Regions from separate parts of the Mus musculus genome. Here all the other regions are linked to region 1. Evidence: chromatin contacts called from public Hi-C, HiCAR-type, HiChIP or PLAC-seq and promoter capture Hi-C data. All regions are on one chromosome and are shown on one strand. Each heading gives the region's core, a stretch centred on a gene start, on an enhancer-like site or on the middle of the called end of the contact. The rest is flanking DNA. Distances are from core to core; before and after follow the strand shown.

Region 1 (3,153 bases), core at 297-2,796:
CCGTGGGATCAGAAATCAGGATTATGCATTTGCTTTTACATAGGAACTGATGCTGTAAAATGCTTTGGGTACAAACATGCATCACCCAAGGAGTTGGTATTGCTCTTCAGGACATCCCTGGGTAAGCAGGGCATGGGATAACTCCATATAACACAGAAGGAAGGCCCTCAAAGTGAGACTTAAACCAAAATCAAGCACTCTGCACCAGTGCTGAGTGCCTTCAACCTCAGCCACTGTACCACGCTGCCTCCCCAAGGTGGATTTAACCTGTACACTTGCCATGTTCTCAAGCTAGCTGCTGAAGGAGGGAATGATGAAAATAATGAATTTGCCAAATCTTGACCCAAGTATTTAAAAAAAAAAAATCCTAGTAACGATGCCAGCCTTCTTGAACCCACAAACACACAGCCATGACTGGCTTTCAATAACTATACAGCTGCAGAAGAGGCTGGCCCCACAGGAAGGCTGATTTTGCTGTATTGTCTGTCTAAACCCCAAACTTCAAGCACCCCAAACTCTTAGAGGTCATTAAGCAACAGGGAAAAGATAGTAAGAAAATATCACTACATAATTCAACAACTAAATCCCATCGTGGCAAAAATATCACAGAATCCTTATGAAGGGCTTGTTAAAATTAGGCCTATTAATCCAACTTCTATAAACTTGCCTTATCCGACAAAGTCACAGAAAACGAACCCAGAAGATAGTCCACACGTAAATGCCTCAACTTTATTTCTTCTAGGCACAAGTTACATCCCATCCATTTGGTGCATGGAAGAAGGTAAAGAGATGCCAGCAGGCAAGGTTAAAGCTTGGGCATCCAAAACACGACGCAGCCTGAAAAGTGACAGAACCACGAAGTGCCACCCTCAGTGTTTGCGGCCAAGAAGGGAAAAAGCACGCTAAAATTTAATTATAAGTTTGGCAACTTTCTAAGTCAGGAAACCTGGGTATTTCGAGCTCCAGGAATCGCTCGCATCACCAAGCAAACCATCCTCCGAAGTAGCGGCTGGGCCAGGGGTAAAGAGTGGACTGTGGATGCAGGCAGAATCCAGTCTCCTCGGCGCGGACCAGCCCGCCCGCGGCCAGCCGAGCAGCTGTTGATCTCGGGGCCATGTTTTTAAAAGCCCGGGCGGACCGCGGGGCAGAGGATGTGTGGAGCTGAGCCCCGGAAGGAGCGGGGAGGAGTAGGGAGGAGGCAGGAGCGTCCCGGGAAAAGTCAGAGAGGGCTGCTAACTGGCTCACCTAGCAGCAGCGTGCTCCAGGTCCGGCCGCGCCCGCGCCGCAGGCCCAGCGCCCAGTGCAGCCCGGCCGCCAGGCGGCCCGCGAGGCCGTCCGGGGCGGGCGCGGCGGTCCCTGCGCGGGGTCCCTTCCTGCCCGCCGCGCCCCTGCGCCCCGGCGACGGCGGCGTGCGCTCCGACCCCAGCTCCCCGGCGTCCACCTCGGATGCCCCGCTCAGTGGCGGCGGCGACGAGCGGGCCGACCGGGGCGGCCTGGGAGCCGCGTCCCGGTGCTTGCTCCGCGCCTGCAGGACCATCTTGGCATAGTCGCGCCCGCTAGCTGCGCGCGCCCGGACGGCGGCCGGGATCCGCGGACTGGCGGTCGCTCACTCTGGCCGGCGAGGGCGGGCCGGGAGGCGGGGACAGCGCGGGCCGTGTGGCCGCTGCCTACCGCGTGGCGGCCGAGAGGCGGCGCCGGACTCCCGCGCCTCCGCCGTTGCCGCTCTCGGGTTGCCAGGGCGACAACGGAACGCCGCGGGGCGGAGGCGGGGACAAACTGCGAGCGGCGCGGCCCCGCCCCTCCGGCGCGCGCGCCCGGGCGCGCTCCAGCGGCCAAGCGCGCACGCGCGGGCTACCAGCGGGGCGGGACCGGCGGCCAGGGGAGTAGCGTGGACGACCTCCCGGAAGCGGCAGTGCGCCCTCGGGAACCGGGGATCTGGCTGTGAGGCGGCGTGGCGCGGGGCGGGAACCTAGTGGCCACGGAACGGCGCCGTGGGTACACTCCGGGGTTTCTGTGCATTAGGCTTGTGCAAGAAACTAACGGGGTAAAAGTGTGACCTCGCCACTCAGAACAGCCAGGTTTCTGGTTCAAGGATGAGAAGCAGGGAGTGGACCGAGTATTCAAATAAGTGTCCGGTAGGTCGGAGCGAGGATGTAATCTGAAGGCCTGGGTAGGAACCCAAACTCAAGTCATAAATGAAAAGGGCCTGTCAGGGAAGGTTATCCACGTGTTACTTTTACCTCATGTATACTGAAAGTATGGAAACCGGCTAAAAGATGTGACACTTGAAAACGAATTTTCTCATAGCAGGATGTAGGAGTTAATGAAGAAGCCCAGGGAAAGAAAAAAGAAAAAAAAAAAAAAAGAATATGTTCCAAGTTAACCTTCCTTGCCTCCAGCCCATTGCTATTTGCACAAAGCCTTGGAGAATTGCAGCAGCGAGACTTATTTCTTGGCTCCTGTCCAAATGAGCTTGTTCCAAAAAGTCTGGATGCTGGAAATCAAGGCACATCGTTTCACTTTTCTCCACAGTAATTACAGGGGTTTCAGGAGGCTCTGGCTTCTATTGCTCACGACTTTATTAATATGAGCATTCATTAACTCAGGCACAAAGAATGGATTTTGTTAAAGGACTCACCGCTATATTACACTTTGTAAGTTTCCTGAGTTTGATTATTAAGTTATGTATTGAAAACAAGGAACAACTGTTTAAGACACCTCTATTTAAAAAAATGATTGACAGTGTCATACAGGGGCTTATATTGTGAAATAAGGTATCAGGTTGATAGAGTGTTATTTCTAGGGTTGATACTAAATTTATAACCTACCAGATTAAAAGAAATTTACTTCAGTGTCTGCCAAAGACAATAACAGTAATTTCATCACTAGCATACTTATTAATTAGAAGACACACGGAGCTACAGTATTGGATTGCTTGTCCCTGAGATGTGGGGCATGCTTCCCAATCAGTTTTTCCATGGAGTGTCACTGGTTATATCACCCACAATCCAGGGCAGTCCTTGGGCCCACCAGTAGTTGGCTAACACACAAAAAAACGAACTCTGTGGTTATGTTGTTTGTGGAGTTTTTGTTTTACTTTGACATTTTTGTTGTTGTTGTACTGATCTTTTGCTTGTTCCAGGTTTCATTTTT
Region 2 (3,300 bases), core at 47-2,546, 2.5 Mb after region 1:
GAATGGAGGTGAGATAGATAGACGGAATTTATGAGCCCGGTCCACTGCACTGTATTTTAAAGGGGGAGGAGGGATGATGGATAGGTGGGTGGGGTCACTGCTTAACTTTGGATTGGATCTGACAGCTGTAGCTGTCAAACCCACCTGCAGGATACTGTCTACCACACTATGAAATCCCGGTTACTAGAAGCAAAGCTGGAAGCATACTGCAGAGACAATGGGGATATCCAAGCACCAGGTGAGCATCCGACCATACAGCAGAGGGCTCCCTACCCTATCTAGGCTGTCCCCACCTCCCCAGCAGCACGCTGTCACTTTTGGCACGGAAGAAGGTAATGAATGCATGGGGGAGTCGCCCACGGGCGGGACTCGTGGGTGAATCTCAGGCTTTAGATTACAGTTGAAAAGAACCTGTCGCAGGCCTCGCAGGAGCTGGGCACTGAAAATCTCTGCTCCCAGCCCGTCCCACACTCGAGTCCAGGGGCAGGCTGACGTCCCGGTTTTGGGAAGGTCCCAGGGAATAGACTCACCGATCTGCCCAATGAACTCGATCTTGATGCCCTGGTGCTCTAGTCGCTTGTTGGGGTTCTTCAGTGATAGGCTCACTTTCCCCGAGACGGTTTCCCCGTCGTAGAAGAGGAAATATTTCTCCTTCTTCCCGTCCTCAGTCTTGTGCTCCGCTCGCTTCCTACTCTCCGCATCATTCAGCAAGATTTCCACCTCCACGCTCTGCCCGAAGCCGAAGAAGCTCATCTCCCCGCCTGGCCGCGCCGGTGTCGGCACAGACTGCTCCCTCCCTCCCAGGCGCGAGCTGCCTTCGGGGAAGGCAGGCCGGAGGGCCGGCTGCGGGAACGCGCTGGACGCTGCACCGCAGCCCCGCTCGCTCTGAGCTGGGCGGTGGGCGATCGCCGATGGCCTGCGCCCCTGGGGTGAGGCAGGGCGGAGGAAGGAGGTCGGCTGCGGGTTGCGGCGCCCAGAGCAGCGATGCACCGAGAGGCCAGACACAGTACCAACGCAGATCCTGGCGGTGCAGCGACTAGGGCCCTGGGAGGAAAGGCGCCAAGCACGCGCGTCTCGTCGCCCACCGGGTGGGGTCCAGCGCCCAGCCGCACACACAGAACTGCCTGGACTCCCGCGGCGTAACGCACCGAAGTGCTACGGCGGCGCCGGGCGGGGGAAGGGGCAGGAGAACTCCGGCCCGGATGCGAAGATGATGCCACGCGCACGCGCACGTCTTCTCTCCCCCCCCCCCCCCTCGCTTTCCCTACCCCCTCCAGGCCGTCAAGGGGTGCGCTCATCTGCGCATGTGCAGTGCCAAAGGGCGCTTTGTTTACATGGCGGCTCTGGCCTCTCTCCAGTAGAACTCGGGCCCAGATGTTCCGTCAAGTCCTAGCACTGCAAGTGCCTCCTTGTAATATTCCGGTTGCATTTCTCTTCCTTCTTAGCCTGATAAACGCCAGGCTACTCTTCACATTTGAATACGAGCAACGCTTGCGTGCTGTCTGACGGGATGAGGTGCCTTTCCCATGCACGCTCAGTGTCACCGGAAGGGGCAAATGTGACCGCTACTACAGGAAGTATGCTGTCCCCGCTGGCCTCTAGGTTCCCTGCCGTGTAAGAACGATATGACGGTAAGAAAAACACTAGTGACGTCCTGACCCCAACATTAACTGGAATGCTAAGGGAAAAAGAAAAAGTCCTCGCTAGCCTTGTTTAACTTCCAGTCTTTGCCCCGCCCACTTATGCGCACGCAGTGGGCGACCCAGCCCATTGGCTTGGGTTACGAACACGGCTCAGCGCGGTGATTGGTCGATTGTAAATCCCGAACGTTGTGACTGGTCCGCCAAAACGTCTCAGAGCGCGCGCGGGAGCGACGGCGAGCCGGTACGTCCACGGTCGGAATGGCGCTGCAGGATCTTGGAGAAAACTTGCAGCCTTGGTGTCCGCTGGGTCTCAGCCTCGGTGAGGAAACGCAGCCGCGGGTTCTGGGTTCGGGGCTTGGGGTGTTTTGTTCCGCCTAATGTATCCAAGCTTGCGTCTCGGTGAGGGTAGGGGTAGGGGTGGGGGAAGGGGAAGCCCTGGTCTCTGCACTGACCGTGAGCCCCAGGATTGTGACAATCTGCCCGGGTGAAGGCCAGCCAAACTTACGGTGGGATCTGAGTCCAGACGAGTAATTGGTAGAAAAGAGAGCTAAACTGTTCTAGCATGCGGGAGGTCGAGGCTGGAGGATTGCCATGAGTTCAAGACCATCCTGGGCCACACAAATGAATTTAAACCAGTCTCAATAATAATAATAATAAAACAATAATAATAGGAGTGTCTCAGTGATAATAACAATAGCAGCAGCAACATGAAAAGCTAATAATTGGCCTTTAATAGTGCTAGTGCCTCAGTTATCTCCATCTGTCACCTTTGTTCTACCTAGTCTTGCTGGAGTCCTAAGTCTATTCCCCAGGTGGTTTTAAACAGACAATCTCAATGTTCAGGTTGATTTTTTTTTTCTTAGAATTTGTGATCATAAATTCAGCTAGATGGTTCTTGTACCGGCTGGTTTTGTGTGTCAGCTTGACACAGGCTGGAGTTATCACAGAGAAAGGAGTCTCAGTTGGGAAAATGCCTCCATGAGATCCAATTGTAAGGCATTTTCTCAATTAGTGATAAAGTGGGGAGGTCCCCTTATGGGTGGTGTCATCTCTGGGCTGGTAGTCTTGGTTCTATAAGAGAGCAGGCTGAGCAAGCCAGGAGAAGCAAGCCAGTAAAGAACATCCCTCCATGGCCTCTGCATCAGCTCCTGCTTTTTGACTTGCTTGGGTTCCAGTCCTGACTTCCTTTGGTGATGAACAGCAGTGTGGAAATTTAGGCTGAATAAACCCTTTCCTCCCGAACTGCTTCTTGATCATGATGCTTTTTGTCCAGGAATAGAAACCCTGACTAAGACAGTTCTCTTGAAGACTTCATTAGATGTCCGAATGAAATCAAGATTCCCAAAGCCAGCTGGTTGAGCCAGTTAAATCACAAACCTGAGGGTTTTCTCTTTCATGCCTATTGCCCCCTCTTGTCCCCATAGCCAAGGAAGGCAATTTCAGGATAATCCCTAACTGCTTACTGATGCAGTCAGTCACTGTCTCCTGTACACCCTGCATTGCCTCCTTTGAAGGTACAGGCTTGCTTGTGTCAGCTCTTTGGGCCTTTCCTACTTGTTTTCTAAATAGATGACCAGTCCATTGGCCTACCATATAAGAGGAGGTGTGGAAGTCCTTTCTCCAAGCACAATATGACATCAGAACCTTTGTGATTGTC
Region 3 (3,636 bases), core at 307-2,806, 2.1 Mb before region 1:
CTGATTCCAGTTTTCTTTCTTGATTGAAATGAACCTTGTCTTGGGATTAGGACAGAATTTCCAACATTCTGAAAATCACTAAGCATACTTCTGTGAGTTTATCCTGTGAGCTTATGTAAAATGGTACTCTCAGCATTGACAACTATAAAAGTGAAAGAGAAAAATCACCTCTGAAAAATGTGGAAGATGCAGGCTGGTGAGATGGCTCAGCAGTAAAGGCACCTACCACCAAGCTGACGACCTGAGTTCCATTCCCAGAACCCATTTGGTGGAAGGAGAGAACTGACTCCTGCAAGTTGTCCTCTGACCTCCACACATAAATCAAGGCATACAAGTGCTTACACACACACACACACACACACACACACACACACGCACAGAACTGTGTTGAAGATACTCTGTGCCCTGCATTATTAAATATTCAGCTGAGATTATTTATGTAAAAATAAACAAGCACATCCATCTCAGTGTGAAATTAGCTTTCATATTCTAAAATGGTAAAATTCTATATATACAAATAATAGATTTAAAGTAAATTTATGATTTAATTATTCACTATCAACTTCTCCCTCTCAAAACCCCTTTATGCAACCTCAGATATATACATAATATAATATAGATATAATATAGGGTGGCTTCAAGCTTATAGAGGAATTGGAACATCTTGATCCTCCTGCTTCTACCTCCTGAATGCTGGAATTAGAGATGTGTACCACCAGGCCAGGTTTGTATAGTACTGGGGATTAAATTCAGGGGTCTCTGAATGCTAAAGAGAGCCCTTCACCATCTGAGCTACACCCACAGTCTGTTTCCTTTTTCAATTCAGTTTAAAAAAAATTGTGTGTATTTCATGAGTGTTTGCGAGTATGGGCCTGGGGAGAGCCAGAGGGATGGGGTGCTCTCGAAGTGGAGTTACATGTAGTTGTGAGCTGCCATGAGGAAACAAACCCAAGTCCTCTGTAAAGTAGTCAGTGTTCTTAACTGCTGAGCCATTTCTCCAGATCTCCTTTTTAAATTAAATATTGCATTTATTTATTTTATTCTTTTTTTTTTTTTAGACATTCTTGTATAGTCAAGATGGTCTCAAAATTCACTATATAGCAATGATGGTCTTGAACCCCTGATCATCTTTGCTGCACATCTCAAGTGTTTGGATAACAGGAGTGTGCCACCATACCTGGCCATTTTTTTCTTCTAAAATCGCCCTATTTATTTCATACCATGTAAATTAGCTGGAAGGTCAGGGGTCTGAATTTGCTCTGGTCAACTAAAACTCAGAATTATTACACCATTTCTATTTCCCTCTACCATCATGAAATGAAGCCCTTTGAGCCTCATACAGATCCCGACCTCCCCACACAAACACCCCAGCCTCTGCGGACCAGCTCCTTGCACGGGTCCGCGTTGTGCACGCTGGGAGTTGTAGTTCGCTTCCCTTCTCTCCCTACGAGCAGGGTGTCAGTCGCAGGAGCGCCTCCAGCGGCGAGCATGTTTGGTGGCGTGGAGTGCGGGAAGAAGGCAGGATCGTCTCCTAGCAACGGGGTTGCAGCGACGTCACCGTGGCGGGTTCTTAGCTCTGAGACTAGGTGGAACCGCCAGAGCGCTTTCCAGCCTCTGGGTAAGACGTGGTCCTCCACCTTGCGCTGCCAGTCCTGCCCCATCTGGTCTCGAGCTGCCTTACGGGAGTTTTCGTCGGTGCGGCCCGCCGGCCTTGGCCTTGGCCTTGGCGGGACGATGCTGGAGTCTATTCGCGTAACGGGTGAGTGTAGGCACTGCTGGCCCAAGTGGCGCGGCTGCAGCGGGTGGAGACCGTTGGGTCTGGGACTCGGAAGACCAGGTGCAGTCGCACAGCCCTAGCCCAGCAGAGGTGAGGGGCAAGAGCTGTGCAATCTAGAGAGTGTAGAGTCCAATACGATTCCAGAGCATTTTAGGTGTGTAGTAAGGTGTTATATTTTCTAGAATGTTCAGAAAAAAAAAAAATCAGCTGTGAAAACACATCTCTACATTTCAGTGTATGTTGTGTATTTTTGTTTGCATTTATTAGCAAACATTTTGAATTGATGTTATTAATAAGAGCAGGTGTTTAGATCCAAGGTTGGAAAGTTTGTCTTTCATTTTTGAATAGATATGCATATTAGCCCTATTTAAATCTTTAATAATATTAAACAGTTCCAGAGTCATTTTCCTAGCATTTGATTCTGCATGAAAACATTTCTGCAGGACAGATACCAAAACAACGGAATAAAGGGAAATAGCTAATTCCCACAGTAGAGTCAAAAATAAGCCTAGAACTTTTAGCTTCAGGCTATTGCAGTACCCAGTAGACCAATTTTCCAAATTAGTTGTTTTGAACCCCTGACCCTCCTGCCTCAGTCTCCCCAGTGCTAAGATATGGACATCAATAGCTAAAACCATTCTTTAAGTTAGCATACAAAGTAAGAGGTTTCATTATGGTACTTTGAAACTCCTTTCATTATATGTTATTGCAGAACTTTTTAAACTGAAAAACTAAATTATTTTTAAGTGAAACTACTTTCTCATCTTAATTTTTTTACACTGTTTGCTGTTCAGTGTTATAAAACACAGAACCTACTGTTGTGCGATTGCGATAACCTACAGACTATTCCACTGTTATGTTGACAGGAGACATGCAGTTATAAAAGCCAAGATCTTAGAGGCCACTTAAATTGGCATTAGGCTTTTTAAAATTGTGATTTGATGTAGATATAACTCTTTCACCTTAAAACACATTATCAGAGGCAGACGCAGGTGAGCTTAGTCAGCCTGGTCTACAGAAGTTCCAGACCAGCCACTGATACCCTGTCTCTAAAAACAAACAAACAAAACTCCCAAAACAATACAATGTCAAAACGTTGCTTTAAAACATCAAGCCTGGCAGAAGAGTGGCAAATATGAGGATGACTCAGTGGTCCGTGTGCATGCAGCTGCGTAGTCGGGCTGATGGGATACTTGCTTACTAGAGACCAGGATCGAACAGGAGATGCCAGAAAGAAATGCATTCTTATGTACACTAACAAAGGTAATGAAAACTTCCGGTCCGTTTTATGATATAGAACAAGGCCTCTCAGCCACAGCAGTTTAATATTGAAGGAGTTAATTCTTTATTGTGAGCGACTGTTTTAACACACAGAGAATTGTGACAACCAAAAATGCCCTGTGGGTGGCAAAATACTCTCCCTATCATCCAGTTAAAATCATTGCCTGCAAGACAATAGATTCTGTTGCCACGTGAGTCACTGGGTTTAGAAACTACACCAATTAAAATTATTTTCCCCCAAACTGAAAGTCATTGTGGTGAGAGAATGATTAAAATATTAGTATGGCATATGATTAAAATATAGTATTAGGAAACAGATATGTTGAGAGTCTGCAGTACAGACTGTATTCCTATAGAGCCAGGGGTTTGCAGATGGATTCTTTTTAAACTGAACACCTACTCTTGTTAAATCAGTTCTTTCACCAGAATTTAATGGACTACAAGTGGCAGACCTTCGTGGTCGTGCATTTTCTGATGTAGGTAACTTGGCAGTGAAACACTAGCATTAGGGAAACTTGTTTCTGGTATTTTTAAACATTCACCATTGTTACAAAGCGATTATTAGTATTAGTATTGTT
Region 4 (3,258 bases), core at 9-2,508, 2.3 Mb before region 1:
GGTCTTCTATTTGGTTATTATACTCTGAATGTTAATACAGAATGAATGAAAACAGTATAATTACACATCTGCATGAAAGGGCCATAATGCAACTCATTACTCTGAGCATTAGCCGTGGTTTTAATAAAAAAGTTTTGCAGTACTGTTTTAAATTTTGTGTTAAAAATTGCTTCTCGGGCTGGAGAGATGGCTCAGTGGTTAAGAGCACTGACTGTTCTTCCAAAAGGTCCTGAGGTCAAACCCCAGCAACCACATGGTGGCTCACAACCATTCTTAATGAGATCTGACGCCCTCTTCTGGTGCATCTAAAGACAACTACAATGTACTTAGATATAATAATAAATAAATCTTAAAAAAAAAAAAAGAAAAGAAAAGAAAAAAAGAAAAGAAAAAAATTGCTTCTCAGCGGGGCGTGGCGGCTCATGCCTTTAATCCCAGCACTCAGGAGGCAGAGGCAGGTGGATTTCTGAGTTCCAAGTCAGCCTGGTCTACAAAGTGAATTCCAGGACAGTCAGGGCTACACAGAGAAACCCTGTCTCGAAAAAAACCAAAAAAAAAAAAAAAAAAATGCTTCTCATGTAAAGCCCCAGAGGGGCTTTACCTGCTGGAAGACCCCAAGTGAGACAAGATCTATGTTTATTTTTTCTGGTGCGCAGGGATCGATCTTCAGCAGTCTCTCAAGCAAGAGACAGGGGGCGATCCCGGTTCTAGCTTACAAGCACCGTATACATTTTTTTTTTTTTTTAGAGGGCAGATTACAGTAACAGCTTCTAGGCACTTGGTGATGGATGGCTAGACCTTTTGTCTGGTTGGCTGGGTGATATCGGGTCATCCTTGGAGAGTACCTTCGTTCCCCAGAGGGCCCAGGTAGCCTTCAGCCAGCACTTTTTTTTTTTTTTTTTTTTTTTTTTTTTTTCTGGTATGTGTTTTGTCAGAGTCGGTCTGGGTTGGGTCAGAGTTGCTTAATCTTATCATTTATCCACAGGTCAGCACCCCCCACCCACCCCCCGCGCCACACACACACACAGAGAAACACAGAGACACACACAGAGACACATACATCACATCACAGTAAGAAAACTTCACGGGAATTAAAATAAATTATTGTGATACCGTTTTTCTGTCCGCTAAGACTTTCCGTATGATCAGACAGCCTTATGCCCTTTGCTACGCCCCGCCTTCCGTCATCGATTGGTGACTTTGACTGTCACTCAGGCCCTGTGACAGGACCGCTCTGAAATGAGGAAGTGGGGTGGATTTAGAAAGTTCAGAGGAGGTCTGAGCCTGCCATCTTGGGTCCTGTGGTCCCCAGGCGTCCGTTGCGGGAAGTTGTGCTGGTGGCGGAGACCGAGTCACAGGACGCTCCCAGTCCCATCATGGTGAGCTCGGCGCGGCGTCCCTGTGGAGCCGGTGTGGATGGCTGTGGGATGGGGGCTGGGCGGGCTCAGGGCACCCCGGAGCGTCCTATCGCGCCCCGACCATGCGTGGGGACTCGAGCTGGCTGCAACGCCCTGCACAGCTCTGCCACCCACAGGCAAGAGACAGGAATGCCTGACCGCTGGGTCGCTTCAGCGCCGGTGTCACACTAGGAACTCTGGGCTTCCGTTTACCTGCAAGGTTGGGATGGGGAACTCTGCGCCCTGTCTGGAAACTCTCGGAAGCTGGGTGCAGGGAGCTGGGTCTAGTAGGGGTGACTCTCCATCTGTCTGTCACTCTGGGATAGGCCTGTCAGTGTCCTGGCTGTCACCAATCAGGAACTTTATAGACTTGGGAGATGTTGATAGAACCCATCCTTAGGATGGATGAGAGACTAGTGGGTCTGAAAGGATCCCCGAGGATTAAATATTTTTGCGCATTAATTGGAGGAAGTGGGGAAGATAAAAATTCAGTTCCTTGTCCTAAACAGTAGTTTTAAAGTATCTGATAGACTTAATCTTAAAATTGCTGAGGTACAGGAATAGCCACGCATTGGATGTGTGTGGTGCAGACTGTGACGTGGTACCGAGGAGCAGAAGGCAAGGGGGAAGCAGTATGACTGTGAGATCTCTTCAGGCCCTGAGTTGCTCTTTTTTTTTTTTTTTTTTTTTTAAGATTTATTTATTTATTTATTATATGTAAGTACACTGTAGTTATCTTCAGACACACCAGAAGAGGGCGTCAGACCTCGTTACGGATGGTTGTGAGCCACCATGTGGTTGCTGGGATTTGAACTCGGGACCTTTGGAAGAGCAGTCAGTGCTCTTAATCGCTGAGCCATCTTGTAGGACCCCAAGAAGGAGCCCCCCACTCAAGTCTCAGGTCGCGGGGTCACCCAAAGAAACATGAGAGACCTTCTTGAGGCAGCTTTAATGGCCGAGCTCCGGGTCAATCAATACGTATCTCACTCAGGAGACAGAGGAATCGACCCTGAGACTCAAAAACTCAGGGTTTTGATAGGGTAGGGTCTAGGAAGAATTGGCGCGGTAGTGAGCAGAGTAGTACCGGGGCGTATAAGAATTCTAAAGCCGGGGGCTTATCAGAGTCGACAATGCATCTGGTTAATGTTTCAGCTTTTAACTATGCTCTCTATAGAAAGGGGGGCAAGCAGGAGGCGCCGGGCTGCCAGATGGTCAAAGAGTCAGCCAAGATCGTCAGAAGCAGTTCCTATTCCCTCCCTTTCTTTACGACCGGGAGACCTGGGAGACCTAGCTTCAAGACGGACTCGGGCATGCCCGGGCTAGTTTTCTTTGCAGTCTCAGTCCCAGGCCTTTTTAGTTTAAACCTTTTATTTTATTTAATTTCCTTTCATTCCCCTCTTCTTCTGAAGAATAAAGATAAAAAAATTACTGAACTCTTCCTCACCCCAGAGCCCGACCCCTCCCATCTAGAGATTGTTCCCAGAACACTCCTGAACTCTTCACCCCAGAATGCATTCCTGAACTCCTCACCCTAGAGTTCGAACCCTCCCAACTAAAGACTGTTCCAAGAACATTTTTGAGATAAGGGCCTCCTGGAACAACCTCAGAATGAACCGGGTACATTGCCAAATAATAGGATATGACCCCTTAGTTACGTAGAATTCCCTTGGCAGAACCCCTTAGTTATGCAAACTTGTACTTTCCCTGCCCCGCTCTCCCCCCTTGAGTTTTTCCTATATAAGCCTGTGAAAAATTTGGCTCGAGGTCGATTCTCCTCTACACCATACTAGGTGTATGAGTTTCGACCCCAGAGCTCTGGTCTATGTGCTTTCTTGCTGTTACTTTATTAAATCTTGCCCAC
Region 5 (3,333 bases), core at 325-2,824, 2.1 Mb before region 1:
ATATGTATCTGGGGTCCCTGGAGGCCAGAAGAAGACATTAGCTTCCCCGAGACTGGAGTTACAGGCTTTTATGAGACTCAAATGGGTGCTGGGAATTGAACCTAGGTTCTCTGGAAGAGAAGCCAGTGCTCTTGGCAGCTGAGCCATCTCTCCAGTCCTCTATTAGAAATTCTAACGTTATCAAAATGTTGTTTTCCTCAAGATAACTGAGAACTTCAAACGGAGCACAGGGTGTGTGGGGCAGCATAACTGTCAAGTTGAAATCTTTAATTGTTGAAATCCTTAACTAGTATCTTGGGCTTAGCTTATGGAATTGTTAACTACACTACCCAAAATAAATTATTACTATCCTCTACGACATTTTTCAATGTAGTACAGAAACACTGTATGCCCACTTTACAAAACTCACAAGTCTTGAAATTTAAAGAACAGCTTGAAGCAAAAGAAAAAGAGGAACTGTCCTGCAATAAAAGAATGGGCCAACAGCAACACGCAATCCTGAATGTCGGTGTACAGCTGCAACGTGAAGCTAAAACTAGGCATAAATAATAAGATTAACAACGGAATCTAGACCTTATTTCCAAGGAAGAGATGAGGAAAGCATTGTTGAAATGATACGCTACATAAACACTGAGGTGTACCAACCCTACAGCATACACTTATAATTTTGTTTTGTACACGCTGAGGTAACTATAAGCCCTGTTTCCTTTCAACCAGTATCAACCCTGTGCATGAGACTTTCTTTCTAAAGTTAGTAGAGCCGTGACTTATGAAGGACGCCAGGCTAAAGCACCTGCTCATTTAGACTTCGGTGGTTTCATCACAGGATTCTTAAGCGCTCAAGCTCCTCTGGGCCTGTGAAGTCCTTTATCACTTCCATCAGATTCCAAGCACACAGTACGAGTCACTGGGCCGACTCCACCCTGCCAACTATTCCAGCTTTAGGGCAGGGCTTGTCCCACTAGGCCCCTGAGCGGCACTCTCCCGGGTCACAGCAAGACGGATGAAGGATGGAGGGAAGCGTGCTTTAAGTCCCGGGAGCCGGGGGGGCAGGCTCAAGCCAGAGCGCCCAGGCGCTCACACCCCGAGCCAGCACTTGGGGGAGTGGAGGAAGGCTAAACGACTACAGAGCTCGGGGTTTGCATGGGGTTTTTGAGGCCCTGCCTTCCCCAGAGCCAGGGACGGAGCAGCGAAGCCGGGGCGGCTGCGACCCCGCGGCTTCCGTCCGGCTGCACGCTCGCTGTGCGCACGCGCCACGCTGGCCGCAGGCTGACAGCGCGGGCGGGGGTCCCGGAGTCGGCAGGGGTCATGGTTCACAGCGCCCGCAGAGTCTCTCACCTCGGTAAACGGGTCCATCGCCCCAGGCCTCACCAGTGGACGGCTAGACGGTGGGTCCGACGGTTCAAACTCAGGAAGAGGAAAGAAGTGAGTGCAGGCTCGGCGCAGCTCCTGGAGGAGGACTGCAGTCGAGGCGGCGGGCGCTCTCACACCCAGTCGGCTCTGCCCTCCGCACCCACGGAGTCGGTAGGCTACCACGGCCGTTCAAAATTTGAATTTCAGCGCCCCGGACGACACGCATGCGCGCGGGGTGGGCGGGGCCGGGCGGGCCGCTTGCCCCCGCCCCTGAGCTAGGTCACGTGATGCGGCCAAGTTGGGACTGGTCCGGAGCTGCGAGCACTGCTCTCTCTCCTCCGCTTGGGTGGAGACGGTTCTGCCGTTGAACTGCCTAGGGAGAGGGCCCTGCCATCCCGCACGCACCCACGCACGCCGTAGCGGGTCCCTTCCTGACTCTGTCAGCTCCCGCCGCCCTGCCTTCTTCCTCCGTGGGCCTTACGAACCCGGTCCGGCCCTCTGGCCTTTGGGCCTGATCCTGCCACCAGAAGTGGGACTAGACAGCCAGCTTGACCTCCTGAGAGACCACTCTGGCGGGTCCCCACACTCTCAGCCAGTGACTAGTTCTTTGTTTGGTGGGGAAAAGAGATGACAGTAACAGACCCTTCGGTTTTAAATCCCAGTCAACTACCCAAAGCCAGCAGTGAGAACACTTTGAGAGAAGGGACAATCGGAAAGTCCATATTTAATAAAAGTTCCCGTTTAACAGGCAGAAAGCAGGACAAACTATTGCACGAGTAACTTTTAATCTGACTTTCCTTTTCCTCTTCCTGGGAGGGTCTTTTGGAGACCCTCACAGTGTCTTACCATTTGACATTCTGCTAGGCTTTCCAAGAATGTGTCTAAAAAGATGGGTTGCCAAACCTCTGGTAGTAGAACTGTTTGCCTTTATACGTCAAAAGGTCGACAAAGCACCAAAATCTCTGTGCCTAGGTTGGTGCTGTGAGAGCTAAAGTCCTTACGAGATTGTGTAAAACAGATGTATGGTAGCAAGGTTTATGGTTGAGTCTCTGTGTCCTAAATGAGTCCATAACAGGATCAACTGTGCTTATTGAACAGAAAAACTGAAAGTGTTGAAGGGTCAAGTCCAGAATCAAAGCTAAATAAAAATAGGAAGCTTGGGGCCAGCGACAGAGCACATGCTAGCTATGAGGGCGCTTGCTACCAAGTCTTGGGACCTGAATTCTAGACCCAGAACCAGTTCCAGCAAATTGTCCTCTGACCTGCACACACACACACAGGAAATAAATTAATGATGTTTTTCTAAGTAATAAAGAATTTAAAAATGTATAGATTGTAATAAACTGAATTTGGGGCATGGAATAAGAACTTCTTTAAGAGCAACTTCTAAGAATTCAGATCCTTGGGACCACAGTATAACAAGAATAATAAATTTCCTTGGTGCCTTGGAGCTGTGAAATGATAGAAAATGGAAGGAGCTTTGTTTAAGTGTGTGGTGTGTGGGGTTGTTAGAATTTGCTACCTATAAACCAAAGGGAACGGATGCCTGAATTTTTTTTCAAGCACTGAACAGGAAAAGGGGTGTGGGTACTTGGGGTGTGGCTGTGTAGGTCAGTCTTGGGAATGAGTCATTGGAAATTTATGTAGCCGTTGTGCCTTCGGGCTGTTGCCTCTGTAATCCTTGGTTTCATTGTAAACAATTTGATTCTAGCTAGCATGGATAAAGCAGTATTGCTACTCTAAACTTGTAGGTTTTTTTTCCTACTACCACGCCCTGTAGCGTTGACCTTTCATTAATGTCTTGATCATAGTGGTAATAAGGATAGCAGCACCCACCAGTACAATAGCTCCCATGTATGAAGCTGGTCTATCCCAGAAGCCATGCTACAGATTCAAGAGCACACCCCTAGACCACTGCAGTTGTCTCCTAACATTTCTGTGTGAGTCTCTGACCCATAGCAGTTCTTTCTTAAGCTTATA
Region 6 (3,134 bases), core at 200-2,699, 2.5 Mb after region 1:
TTTGTATGTAACTTGAGGCTGGACCCTGATCCTCCAGCCTCCTCATCACAAGTGCTGGAATTAGAGTCATATGCCATGGCAGGTCTGGCAGGCCGAGTCAATACTGGGGTTGGAACCCAGGGCTGCATGAATGAAAACATTAGGCAAGCATTCAAGCTGACTGAGCTAGATCCCCAACTCCAACACTTCGTTAAAAACAGTGAAAGAGAGCAAGCTGAACTCTGGTGGTACAGCCAAGGCTTGGGAGATAGGCACCAGTGATCTCTCCTGAGTTTAAGGCCAGCCTGGTCTACAAAGCTAGCTCCAGAAGTGTCACAGTTGCACAAATAAAGCCTGTCTCACACATCTTAGTTGCCCAGGTCAAAACAACAATCAATAACGTAAATCTGTTACTGGGACAGACTCTTTCCTAACTTTAGTACCAAACCACGCTACTTTGTTTACCCAATTTTAGGTGCCTAAGTAGGGCAGTAACTCTTAAAACTGGTTTTCTACAAAAAACAAAACAAAAACAAACAAACAAAAAACCAGTCTATGCCTCCATGTACTTTATAACTCTGTTCTCAATTTTCAAAGCCATAAGGCCATAAATAATAGATTCTTATTTAAAATAAAATTTAGAATTATTTTAAAAACTGTTTCAGAAGAAAAGGTGGTTCTGGTTTTTAGTTTGGTATTTAAAGTGATTGACAAATCTAAATATTTGGCTTGGTTTGCATGGGTGGCAAACACTCCCAGTTACATGCAAGTTTTCTGCCAGGTTTTTAAACAATCAGTTTGTAATCTCAGATAGGGTTTCTCAATTGCGGTTATCTTTCTTTTTCCTGCAGCAGTTTCTACAGTATGAGTGTTTTTACGAAATCTATACTTGTGAGCAAAACATACGGTATAACCTGGAGCTTTTCAACTATCTCTACCAGCGCTCATATACTTAGCTCTTTCTACCTTGGAAATCTATTGCCAAAGTCACACGTTCCTTCGTCTTTGAAAAGCATTGGCGGGGTCGGGGGACAGGCAACTGGACTGGACTGAGCGCTGGTCACAGGGACCATTAAGAGCTGGTCCCGAGAGTAGATCCTGAGTTATGGGAGGAAGCCAGTTCGTGAAACAGGACTGGTCGGGGAGAGAGAAGTGGGTCCCAGACGGGCAGAGTCAGAGGATGAAGTGAGTCCGTCAAGGGACCCGAGAGGGATCGGTGTCAGGCGAAGCCCGAGAGCCACCAAAGCGCTGGGAACTCGGGCGGGCACAGATGCCCACCGAAGACCCACTCTCCCCTCGCCTAGATGAGCCTTACGATCGATGCAGAAGGTGATGCTCCGGTGGTGGGTCTGAGCCAGGGACTTGAGTGCCGCGCGCAGACAGCCAAAGCGCCTGTATCCGGACCGCAACATCGCCATGTAAACTTCGAATCTCAGACCCCAGGCCTCTTAGCCCAGGCCAGAACTAGCCGTTCCCGCCCCGCCCCCCTGATACTCTGGGAGTTGTAGTCCATTAAGCCCTTGAAGCGCGGGCTCCAATAGGACTACTGGCGTTCTGAAACTACAGTTCCCAGAGATCGTGGGGGCGGCGCCTCTGAGACGCGTCTTCTACTAAGCCTGTCCGGGCACGCCAGTCGCCTCAAGGCTCCCAGAAGATTAGCCTGGCAGTGCTTCAAGGCGTTTGGGTGGTGCGTTGAATGAATGGTGGTGGGTAAAGCCGAATTAGGGAGGGACTCAGGAGAGTTTAGAGGTAGATTAGGAGAGAAGGAAAGGGCGCAGATAACGAGAGAGGGATTAGAATGGTTTAATCATGACTTTTCTTCATAAGTCCCAGGCCCTGTATGCTTTCTTGCCTCCATCTTGCACCATGCAGGTTTTAGAAGACAAGAGCTGTTTCTTACCCGTCCGGTTAGCTTCAGCCTCCTACAGAGAGGCCATGCCGAGACCCCGCAAGAGGCAGACTGGGACTGCTGGTCCAGGTGAGTTGAACCGACGCTGCAAAAGGCAGCAGGTAAAGAACGTGGTCTTGTAGGGCGTGCTTTATTTCCTTTTTCCACTCCCTGGTTTGGAGACTTTGGGGGTTGTTGCTTATCGTCTTCTTTACTCTTTCTGCCAGAACTTCCACTTTCAGTCCCTTCCACTTATTTGTCCAATCAAAGAATAGTGCAATGAAGCACTGCATACATATACGGAACTGTGGTGGCCCACGCATGTGGGAGACTGAGGCTGTAGAATTGCCTTGGGTTTAAGACCAGCCTGGTACTACATGAGTACTACATAAGCAGGGCCCTCTCTCCAAAGTGTGTGTGTGTGTGTGTGTGTGTGTGTGTGTGTAACCTTGACAGCATAGGTGAAAAGAGACTTCTTTAAAAATTACATTTATTTACTTTTGTACAGTATGTGGGAACACACACACACACTGATCAGAGGATAACTTGAAGGAATCAATCCCCCGATTCCACTGTGCGAATCTCAGGGATTGAACTCAGGTCCTTAGGCTTTGAAAAAAAAAAAAAAATGCCTTTTCCAACTAAGCCACCTCGCCAACCCTTTGCTTTTATCATTGAATGCAATAAGCCAGGCACAGAAAGGCATGCATGATTTCATGTGAAATGTAAAAAAGCTGAAAGCTAGAAATCAGAGGGAGATCAGGATTCAAGATCTTCCTTGACTACGTGTAGAGTTTGAGGCCAGCCTGGACCACAGGAGACCCCACCTTTCACACACACAGTTTTCTTTTCCTAGGTCTTTATCTTATCAGCCTGTCAATTTGGAATTGCTAAGCATCTGAGGATGACCTGAATTCCTGATCTTTCTGTCCCCACTCCCAAGTGCTTTGGTTATAGGTTTCTTACATCACCAAAACCATTTAGACTTACCCTTAAATTTCCTGAACAATGTGACTTCAGAGGCTACCAAAATGCTAGACATAGCTGTTAAGAAACTTATTGCAGCTATGCTTACAAGCCTAATGCTCTAGGGCTTCTCTGTGGTCCTTATCTTGTGTTTTATCAGGTTTTACATGTGTGTGCCCTGGCCCTGATGCTGGTGCCGTGGAGGGGATTCTTTTATCATATGTGCCTGAGGGGATAAAGTCAGGTCTTTTGGCTTGGAAGTGCCTTTACCTACTGACACAATGTCTGGCCTCTTAATGCT
Region 7 (3,319 bases), core at 702-3,201, 2.0 Mb before region 1:
ATAAAAATATATTAGAAAAAAAGAATAATAATTGTCCATGGAAGAGCTGAATCTTAGCAAAGACAAAACTAGACACTTTCAGCCAAACTAAGCAAAAGAAAGAGGAGACCTCTCTAAATTATTTGCGAGTGGAGATGAAAACTGGATGCCACATGGATACTCGTGAAATTCAGAGGGATCATCAGTGTCATGTTTAAAAAGTGGATCCCAAATTAGAAAATCGAGAAGAAAAGGAGACTTCTCTAGAATCACATGATCAAAGTTCCATCAGGAGGGTGTACACAGCTGGAGTTGTACACAGCTGGAGCTGACCAGTAATAGGCAAGGGCATGGGAGCAGGAGCAGTCTCTGGAATAAACAAACCTCCAAACTAGAGGAGCACACTCTGTCATTCAATCAGATGTTAAAAATTAACATAAAATAAAATTCCCATAAAATAGGTGGCTGGAGAGATGTCTCCATGGTTAATAGCAAATAAAGCTCTTCCGTAAGACCTGAGTTCCATTCTCAGCATGTGTGTGTAGGTGCACAGTGGTCTGTAACTCAAGTTCAAGGGAATATAGTGTTCTTTTCTGCTCTCCAGAAGCACTGGGCTGCCCTCTGTAAGCACAAGGCATGCACATGGTGCATTTACATTCATGCAGGCCAAACCCTCATATGCACAGATATAATAAATAAAAGAAACAAATTTCCTCATGAAATAGAACTGGAAAGAACACTTGCAAATTCATCTTATAACGCTAACTTCATTCTGATACCAAAAACTTGGTAAGAGCACAGCAATCAACCAACCAAGACCAAAACCAAACTAAAAAAACAAACAAACAAACAAAAAAAAAAACAAAATAACAAAACCAAACAACAACAACAAAAAAACTATTATGTAGAAATTTCCCAGAAATACACATAATTTAATATCATATTTCTAAAAAAAATAAAAAATATAGGGTGAACAAACTCTGCTTCATTCGAGGCATGCCAGGACAGTCCAACAATAAATGTAATTCAATACAGAAAGATTCGGGGAGAGAAATCGCATGGTCGTCTCAGTACACACTGAAAAGGCCTTTGACAAAATTTAATATTCTATTATGATAAAAGGCCTGAAGAAAATAGTGGCCATACCCCAACGCCACGGAGCTGCAGCAGCTTGCTTTCTGATGCTTTGATAAGTACCATGACCAAAAATGGCGTGGAGAACATATTGTGCCTTTTTCATCTTACAGGTTACAGTCCACTGGTTAGGAAGTCAATTCTGGAACCCAAACAGGGCAGTGGCTGAAGTGGGTACTGTGGAGGACAGCTGCTCTCTGGTTCTCTTTCTTATATGCCCAGACCCATCAGCCTAGCCCACAGTGGGCTGGGCTCTCCCACATCACTAAGCAATCAAGAAAATGCTCTCAGACTTGCCAACCGGTTAACTAAACGGAGGGAATTTTCAGTTGAGGTCACCTCTTTCTAGGTGTATCAGGTTGACAACAAAGATTAGCCATCTAGACTATATAAATTAACCTATAACCTATATATACTACATGGGAGAAACTGTAGATATGTTTTCTAAACAAGTAATGAAACAAGGGGGTCTACACTTCACTGTTATTCAATACGGTGCTTGAAATCTTGGCTACAGCAGTTAGGCCAAGGAAAGAAAGAAAACGGATTCAAACAGGTAAACCATTTACATGCTCAGGCCTAGACACTAGGATAACACCTAAGCACAGGAGGGCGTGGTCTGTGGCACGAGAACCCCCACAGGGGCGGGACTTCCGCCGCCGATACCCTGAGGGACAGGCCTGCTTAGGTGGTTCTGAGGCGCCCAGCCCTACCCCGCCCCGTAGCCACTCTACTCCATACGGGCGACACGGGAAATCATCCCCACAGCTCGCGCTCAGCCGCTCGGACTACAACACCCAGCAAGCCCTGCGGTCCCGCGTCTGACTTGCGCAGTAGCCTCCGTTGTAAAATGCTATGACAACAGGGCGAAGGCGGTTTGGATTCAGGCTGGAGTGGGGAGGTGTCTTCCGCAGGCTGTTGTCTTGCAGCCTCACCCCTCTTACAGTCTCCCTGGTGGTTTCATCCTCTCTGTGAGCATCCGGACTTGGAGTTTTTCTCTCTTGTCACTTGTGGCTTCCGAGGGATCCATGTCGTCTCCCCTGCTTGTCTCTGGGGGATGACAAGAGGGTGCAGGGGATCTTGGGACTCACTTCACCTCCGCGGAGCTTGTGTTGCTGCTTGGCAGGATTCTGTCTGCTTGGGAACGTGGAAAACTTCGAACACAAACAAGACCAAGAGGTACTAGTGGTGTTAAGTGTTGTTTTTCCTTGCACGGCTGTTACTTCTGTTCCAGCACTGGATTCTCATCCGGAGGGAAGTCTGTGGATAGTGGGTTCGTAGCAAGGCGAGTCAAAGCCCACTTGTTGGCATCAGGTAAGAAATATCCCAGAAATTAATCTCGGATGTATAAATGCATTGGCTATGCTTGGTCAACAGGACTAACGCTCAATGCCATGTAATGGTTCGGGAGATGTAGGATGATCTCTTAATTAGAAAGGAGGCTTGCATTCAAACAAACCGCTAACACGGCGTGGGTAGATCCTATAAACACCTTTGAGCGGGGAGTGATTTTTAAGGAGTCCATGTAGCAGTCACGTGGAGTAAGAGCTTCTTTCTCCTGTGACATTTCAACAGGTCTTGTGAGCAGAGCGTCAAATCGCTGCTCAGTCTGCGGCTGAAGTGGGAGCATGTTGATGCTCTCCAGTGCTGCCTGCAATAGGATTAATGGTTATCCTTTCTCTTTCCTTTGCAGACCACAGCAGTTTAGATGGACTAAGCTGATTTTATCAGCAGCTCCTCCCAAGCAAGGTCTGCATTTGCCTTTGATTTTTCTGTATAAACGTATAGATTATTTTTTGGTATCTCACATTGTCTTTAAACATCAAATTGTGTCTAATGTGTACACATATATACATACATCTCACTTTATACACACAAATTGAAAGATACTGGAGAGAAAGTGGGGTTTTTATCTTTTCTTCCTTTCTCTTATTTTTAAAAATTTATAATGTGGCCCAAAACAGGCCTGGAACTTTCTGTATATCCTAGGCCATCTTTAAGCATATCTTGCCTCAGGTTCCCAAATGTTGTTATTACAGGTGTGTACCACCATGGAATGTATTACTGTTTGCTAACATTCCAAGAGACAAGAAGTAACTTATTAGCAATAATTGAGATTGGGTTTTGTCTTTTCTTTGGTGATGGGTTAGAATGTTATAAGAATTAAGAACAAGAGACTTTATTTTGAAAACCATTTACAAGTTAT

Evidence for each region. Promoter capture Hi-C pulls out the DNA fragments that hold promoters and counts their contacts. Hi-C and Micro-C count contacts between places; a contact is called where the count stands out from the background. HiCAR-type assays count read pairs that join an accessible place to other places. HiChIP or PLAC-seq counts read pairs in DNA pulled down with a chosen protein or histone mark. Capture Hi-C pulls out chosen DNA fragments and counts their contacts.
Region 2: a Hi-C map of B cells shows a contact between it and region 1, with 8 read pairs. The contact joins the promoter of Ncapd3 here to the promoter of Dpy19l1 in region 1. A contact is called at or near these places in 3 of 39 promoter capture datasets (the C10 cell line, liver and pre-B cells), 5 of 484 Hi-C or Micro-C datasets (B cells, CD4 T cells, CD8 T cells and 2 more), 5 of 115 datasets of contacts at active chromatin or transcription factors (astrocytes, embryonic stem cells, large pre-B cells and 2 more) and 2 of 9 other capture datasets (adipose tissue and liver).
Region 3: an H3K4me3 HiChIP or PLAC-seq map of embryonic forebrain shows a contact between it and region 1, with 6 times the contacts expected there. The contact joins the promoter of 9530077C05Rik here to the promoter of Dpy19l1 in region 1. A contact is called at or near these places in 1 of 484 Hi-C or Micro-C datasets (muscle stem cells) and 2 of 115 datasets of contacts at active chromatin or transcription factors (astrocytes and embryonic forebrain).
Region 4: a promoter capture Hi-C map of liver shows a contact between it and region 1, with 4 times the contacts expected there. The contact joins the promoter of Zfp809 here to the promoter of Dpy19l1 in region 1. A contact is called at or near these places in 2 of 39 promoter capture datasets (both in liver) and 1 of 115 datasets of contacts at active chromatin or transcription factors (astrocytes).
Region 5: a contact with region 1 is called in a HiCAR-type map of astrocytes, with 6 times the contacts expected there. The contact joins the promoter of Anln here to the promoter of Dpy19l1 in region 1.
Region 6: a contact with region 1 is called in a promoter capture Hi-C map of adipose tissue, with 4 times the contacts expected there. The contact joins the promoter of Acad8 here to the promoter of Dpy19l1 in region 1. A contact is called at or near these places in 5 of 39 promoter capture datasets (the C10 cell line, hippocampal neurons, liver and 1 more), 1 of 484 Hi-C or Micro-C datasets (pre-B cells), 1 of 115 datasets of contacts at active chromatin or transcription factors (large pre-B cells) and 2 of 9 other capture datasets (adipose tissue and liver).
Region 7: a contact with region 1 is called in a HiCAR-type map of astrocytes, with 12 times the contacts expected there. The contact joins the promoter of Bbs9 here to the promoter of Dpy19l1 in region 1. A contact is called at or near these places in 5 of 39 promoter capture datasets (embryonic stem cells, hippocampal neurons, liver and 1 more), 1 of 484 Hi-C or Micro-C datasets (muscle stem cells), 3 of 115 datasets of contacts at active chromatin or transcription factors (astrocytes, embryonic forebrain and fibro-adipogenic progenitors) and 1 of 9 other capture datasets (adipose tissue).

The regions. Positions count from the first base shown.
Region 1 is chr9:24,501,594-24,504,746 of GRCm38.p6, forward strand. Dpy19l1 (dpy-19-like 1 (C. elegans)) reads right to left here and starts at 1,547. Exons shown (of 23, transcript NM_001359948.1): 1 at 1,246-1,547. The coding sequence starts at 1,537. It overlaps LOC115487153 (a long non-coding RNA gene), which reads right to left and starts at 940. Exons shown (of 2, transcript XR_003948106.1): 1 at 1-940.
Region 2 is chr9:27,028,869-27,032,168 of GRCm38.p6, forward strand. Ncapd3 (non-SMC condensin II complex, subunit D3) reads left to right here and starts at 1,297. Exons shown (of 36, transcript NM_178113.4): 1 at 1,297-1,631; 2 at 1,755-1,962. The coding sequence starts at 1,902. Vps26b (VPS26 retromer complex component B) reads right to left here and starts at 1,226. Exons shown (of 6, transcript NM_178027.4): 1 at 531-1,226. The coding sequence starts at 753.
Region 3 is chr9:22,409,991-22,413,626 of GRCm38.p6, forward strand. It overlaps 9530077C05Rik (RIKEN cDNA 9530077C05 gene), which reads left to right and starts at 1,557. Exons shown (of 7, transcript NM_026739.3): 1 at 1,557-1,759. The coding sequence starts at 1,735.
Region 4 is chr9:22,224,454-22,227,711 of GRCm38.p6, forward strand. Zfp809 (zinc finger protein 809) reads left to right here and starts at 1,259. Exons shown (of 5, transcript NM_001164624.1): 1 at 1,259-1,379. The coding sequence starts at 1,377.
Region 5 is chr9:22,387,632-22,390,964 of GRCm38.p6, forward strand. Anln (anillin, actin binding protein) reads right to left here and starts at 1,575. Exons shown (of 24, transcript NM_028390.3): 1 at 1,339-1,575. The coding sequence starts at 1,356. It also overlaps a transcript of 9530077C05Rik not described here.
Region 6 is chr9:26,998,100-27,001,233 of GRCm38.p6, forward strand. Acad8 (acyl-Coenzyme A dehydrogenase family, member 8) reads right to left here and starts at 1,450. Exons shown (of 11, transcript NM_025862.2): 1 at 1,295-1,450. The coding sequence starts at 1,397. It overlaps Thyn1 (thymocyte nuclear protein 1), which reads left to right and starts at 1,578. Exons shown (of 8, transcript NM_144543.2): 1 at 1,578-1,666; 2 at 1,852-1,957. The coding sequence starts at 1,915.
Region 7 is chr9:22,473,764-22,477,082 of GRCm38.p6, forward strand. It overlaps Bbs9 (Bardet-Biedl syndrome 9 (human)), which reads left to right and starts at 1,952. Exons shown (of 23, transcript NM_001360259.1): 1 at 1,952-2,292.